Linked DNA regions of Zea mays: region 1 is linked to region 2. A link is a contact called in public Hi-C data. All regions are on one chromosome and are shown on one strand. The core of a region is the stretch at or near the end of the contact, and the rest is flanking DNA. Distances in the headings are between cores, read along the strand shown.

What was found. Hi-C and Micro-C count contacts between places; a contact is called where the count stands out from the background.
Region 1: a contact with region 2 is called in a Hi-C map of ear, with 1.5 times the contacts expected there. The contact joins the promoter of LOC100282150 here to the promoter of LOC100284310 in region 2. A contact is called at or near these places in 4 of 25 Hi-C or Micro-C datasets (bundle sheath, ear, endosperm and 1 more) and 1 of 3 datasets of contacts at active chromatin or transcription factors (leaf).

What each region holds. Positions count from the first base shown.
Region 1 is chr4:22,829,376-22,832,075 of Zm-B73-REFERENCE-NAM-5.0, forward strand. LOC100282150 (adenosylhomocysteinase) reads left to right here and starts at 1,307. Exons shown (of 3, transcript NM_001155062.2): 1 at 1,307-2,062. The coding sequence starts at 1,352.
Region 2 is chr4:22,448,270-22,451,017 of Zm-B73-REFERENCE-NAM-5.0, forward strand. LOC100284310 (RALFL33) reads left to right here and starts at 1,358. Exons shown (of 1, transcript NM_001157205.2): 1 at 1,358-2,090. The coding sequence starts at 1,514. The coding sequence ends at 1,843. LOC100276521 reads left to right here. Exons shown (of 3, transcript NM_001150287.1): 3 at 1-374. The coding sequence ends at 33.

The DNA of each region.
Region 1 (2,700 bases), core at 57-2,556, 380 kb after region 2:
GAAAGTCCAACAAAGGTTTAAACATTATGCTGATATGAGAAGGTTGCCTAGGGATTTCAAATTGAAGAAGAGGTGTTGCTCAAGTTATAGCCTACACACAACAGTCTGTGGTTAGCAAACAATGTCCAAAGTTTTCTTTTCGATATTTTGGACCATACAAGGTGTTGGAGAAAATTGGGAAGTGGCTTACAAGTTGGATCTACCAGCAGACTCTCAAATACACCTAGTGTTTCATGTGTCACAGCTAAAGCCCTTTGTGCCTCGTTATACACCGGTGTTCAAGAACCTTCCTGCTATGGTGGATCTAGAGAATGTTGAGCCAGGTAAAGTGCTAGACCGAAGATTGGTTAAGAAGGGGAATGCAACCATTACTCAGGTTCTGGTTAGGTGGACCAGTCCATCTCCAGATCTTGCAACATGGGAAGATTACCATGTCTTGAAGGCTCGTTTTCTAGCTGTTCTTGCTTGAGGAGAAGCAAGATTTGAAGGGGGATGTAAGGCCTGGTGATATTGCTACCTTTTGGTGTTAGGGTTTGGGTAGTATTTTGATAATATTTTGTTTGTAATCCATTAGTGGAATAATGACCGGTTTCTAGAAGTAGAAAGGGGTATTACACTATCGTGGTAGTAGGTGAGTTCATCCGTCCAATCTGTGCCACTGGAAGAGAGGACAGGGAGGAGTGGAGGTGCGACGACCAATGGTGGTGGCGGCGACGGCTGGAAGAGGAGAGCAAGGAGAATGAGAGAGGATGAAGCATGAATCGGGCTGTGTGACGGGAGAGCAGGTATTTTTAATTGGACCACTGTTTATTTTGAGAAATCGGAGGGTGTTTTTGCGAACCAAGTCTCGAGATGTGTCAGTATATGTATAACGTGTTTGGTTTGAGGAATAAGTTAGTCTATTATCTTCTCACTCCTCACTTTCTTGTTTGGTTTGTAAAATATAATGGTTTTATCCGTCACTATTTCCTTTATTTGGTAATAATTAGTGATAATTAAAAAAATAAGTTCATTTCACTAAATTTATAAAATAAACTCATAATGCACGAACTTATATAAAATAGATTGATTCCATCATTGGTCACCAATGTCTCAGATCCGCGCATCTCACCTGACGTCTTCACCCACCAACGGCACTCCGGTATGGCGACTCACCAACCCCCCACCAATCCCCCGCCCAGATCCGACGGCCGCTAATCGCCGCGTCCGCAAACCAACGGTCTGGCGCCGTCGTCTCTTCCCATAAAACCCTCCCCACCCCTGCCTCCCAACCGCGCCGTCTTCTCCCTCACTCCCGTTCCATTTCCCCATCTCCCAGATCCAATTCGCGAGTTCTCCCTCCTCTGCCGCCATGGCGCTCTCTGTGGAGAAGACCTCGTCTGGACGGGAGTACAAGGTCAAGGATCTCTCGCAGGCGGACTTCGGCCGCCTCGAGATTGAGCTGGCCGAGGTCGAAATGCCCGGCCTCATGGCGTGCCGCGCCGAGTTCGGCCCGTCCAAGCCCTTCGCCGGCGCTAGGATCTCGGGGTCTCTCCACATGACCATCCAGACCGCCGTCCTCATCGAGACCCTCACCGCGCTCGGCGCCGAGGTCCGCTGGTGCTCCTGCAACATCTTCTCCACGCAGGACCACGCCGCCGCCGCCATCGCGCGCGACTCGGCCGCCGTGTTCGCCTGGAAGGGGGAGACCCTCGAGGAGTACTGGTGGTGCACCGAGCGCTGCCTCGACTGGGGCGAGGCGGGCGGCCCCGACCTCATCGTCGACGACGGCGGCGACGCCACGCTGCTCATCCACGAGGGTGTCAAGGCCGAGGAGGATTACGAGAAGACCGGCAAGATCCCCGACCCGGAGTCCACCGACAACGCTGAGTTCAAGATCGTGCTCACCATCATCCGCGACGGGCTCAAGGCTGACCCCAAGAAGTACCGCAAGATGAAGGAGAGGCTTGTCGGCGTCTCTGAGGAGACCACCACGGGTGTCAAGAGGCTCTACCAGATGCAGGAGACCGGCGCCCTCCTCTTCCCTGCCATTAACGTCAACGATTCCGTCACCAAGAGCAAGGTGATTCTTGCTTGCCTTTCTTTGGATCCATTTCCTTTCAGATCTGACGTTCTTGTTGTGTGGATCTAGATCCTGCATGACTAGCAGTGTGAGATTTACTTGTTTATTGATGCCGCTGCTTTATATCTCAGTATCTCACTGCTATGGTTAAACTCTTGTGTATCTTCAGATTCGGCTGCTAGACGTTCTTGTTTATTGGTTGCTAGATGGTTAGTAATTTTTACCTAGTATTTGGATCTTCAGATCTCTGTTAGACAGGACCTGATTTTTGGGATTGATTGTAGAAGGCGAAGCATCTCGGGATATTTTAGGTCTTTTTTGTGTAGCCAGATTCGGCTGCTGTTATATGTTTGGTTCCAGTTACTTGACCTAAATCGCATTGTTGTTGTTGTGGATTTAGCGTTTCTCATTGTTGTTGTTTTCTGTTGGATCTGGATCCTGGTCTATGGTGTTGCTTATCTATCGGTCAAAATAAAAATTATTGTTAGCTACTTCAAATATTTTATACGTGTTTGGTCCATGTGATGTGTTTTGCATGTTTGGTGGATTTGACGACACTATGTCATCATAGCTAATAATTTCTTGCACCCTGTTTACTTAGTCTGTATGTAGATTTGACACGTATTTTCAGATCAATA
Region 2 (2,748 bases), core at 108-2,607:
GTGGACGAGATCTTCAAGTTATCGGATAGCTGAAGAAACTGCTACAGAAAGCTCCTACAGCCTTTGTGGTTGTGGATAGATGAAGCCAGCTGAAAAGAGGAGCTGCAGTTCTTTTCTCTAGATTTGTATATATGGCTGGCTGTTATGTACATGCATATACATCTTCATCTCAAGTTTGCTTTTTGGAGGGAAGCTTGGACGTGCCCTACAAGTTTTTTTTTGTAAGTTATGTCATCTTACACTAGTACACAATAGCATCAGCCTATCAACGCAGAGGACGTGTGACATAATTTTATGGTCCCAAAATAACTGGGCATTTTGCTAATCTAGAACGACATTATTTTGGAATGAAATGAGTTGTATCAGCATTTGTACCTTCAAATTAGTTTAGTTTGAAAGCATAAATCTGATAGGCCTATTGGGCTTCCGGTTGCAGCACTGCTGGGCAGTTATTCTACCACAAGGGATGCAGCAGCAGCCATGACAGCACTGCATGTCTCCAGCAGCAGTTTACCTGTTTCTTATCTCATCTTTTATTTTAAACTTTATTATATGAATAATACATATATCTTATCTCAATTTTTTATTTTAAACTTTATTATGTGAACAATATGGTTGTAGTGAAAACAATATTTTGCACAACTATAGTATTTCTATTTCAAACTTCATTACGTTAATAATACAGTTTACAATGCAAAACAATATTTGCGCAACTATATGTATGATCTGCTGAAGACAGTAACATCACATCTTTTATTTCAAACTTCACTAAGTAAACATTACAATCTGCAGTGTAAGAAACTGCCGCTGCTAAGTGTGCTTCTCTTGTCTCTCAGATCAATAGCAGCAGCAGGCGGGCAGCTGCTGCTTACTCATGCAGCCAAACACTACACTATTATTAGGTACCATTAACATTATTTTTAAAATAAACTTACTTAGATTTAAAATGATTTAAGTCATCAAGAAACGAGATAAGTTGCTTTGGAACGGTGGGACGGAGGAGAAAACAACTTGGACTCCATTCCTGTCCATATTGAGGGCACTGTCAAGTGACATGATATCCAAAGCTTGTGCCAGGCAGGCATCGTGACCACATGAGCTGCCAAAACCCCATGATGGCACGGCACCTGAGGAATAGCCGCTTCTCTGAACTTTCGATAAGAAAACAATTTCAGAAAAGTTCCAGTTAGTACAAACCATTCGGTCGTGGTAAAAGTAACATTTGAAGGAAACCTCATCCTCTCCCCATTTGAGATATTCCCTCGCTCGCTCAGCAGCAGGAGGCAGCGGCTGCTGTCAACAACAACTGGCTGTCCGACACCGCATTTAAGCTTCACCCTCCCCTCGGGCCTCCTCCACTAAAACTCGGATAGATCTCAGTGCAGTGCTTCCCTGTTCCCTCCATCAAGAAACAGCAAAGATCCAGTGCAGAGAGAGAGAGAAGCGCCATGGCACTCTGAACAAGAAAAGAAAGAGCTAGAGAGATCTCAGTCAGCCAGTCTCTCACAACACAATGCCGGCAACCACCAAGCCGATCTTGCTCCCAAGGGCGTGGGCAGCAGCGCCACTCCTCCTCCTGCTGCTGCTCGTCCTGCACGGGAGAGGAGGCCACTGCGTCGGCATGGAGGCGGCGGAGCTGGAGATGGACTCGGAGGCGCACCGGCGGCTGCTGTGGGAGGCGACCACGGGGCGGAGGTACATCAGCTACGACGCCCTGCGGGGCGACGTGGTGCCGTGCTCCAGGACCGGGGTGCCCTACTACAACTGCCGGATCTCGACCACCGCCAACCCCTACACCCGGGGCTGCGAGAGCATCACCAGGTGCAGGGACGCGGATCCCTAGGCTCTTGCTTTGCTTGCTCCGTCGCCTTGCAAAGGGAAGTGGGTGTGGGGCTGCTGCTCCTCGCTCCTTCGACGCTGCAGGGCGGTGTTGCTGCAAATGCTTACTAAATGAAGTGTATTTTATTCTGTCTTCTTCTTTTTTCTTTCTTCCTCTTTTTTTTTCTTGGTCGTCCTTCCTCCTTTGCCGGGATATTTAGTAAGTGTAGTAATGAAGCACTAATACTAATGGATGAATCTCGTGTGCAAGATGTTGATGAGCAATGCTACAGATTACCGGAGAGACTTCATTGAGCTTTCAGATTCTTCAAAAAAAATGTTTTTGGGGAATATGCAACTGATGAGGTGATATTTTTTTTAAGAAAATTAACCAATACATAGCTCAGTTCGTCTCCCCAATGCGCTGTGTTGAATGAGCCACCTCAGGAAATATGCCTGCCTTTCAGCATGCCTGGTCTGGTGCTGAAAATGCTGTGCATTCAACCAACCATCCGTAGGCCTCACATCGTCACATGGATGCACCGACAAGCTGCAAAAGTGTTTTTTTTTAAGAAAAGTTCAGACTGCCAGAGAGCGCGCACAGTTGGGACCCTGAGGCCCTGACAAGAAATTGACTCTTGTCTGCTGCAGCTGGCACTCCGGAATTGGTCAACTACGTGACTGTAGATAGATATTCTTGTGCATGCCGACATTGGCCAGTTTACACTGGTATAAGCCAGTTACTGCTAATTTTCAAGGACTGTTTTCAGCCGATCATGTATATGCTCATACAAATCACTGTTTTGTTTTATACTGTAGACTATATTATTTACATGATCTAACTTGAAATAGGAGATCATATATATGACCATAAAAACACTATTTTATATTAAGATCGTATATAAAATCATACAAACCGTTATTTTATAT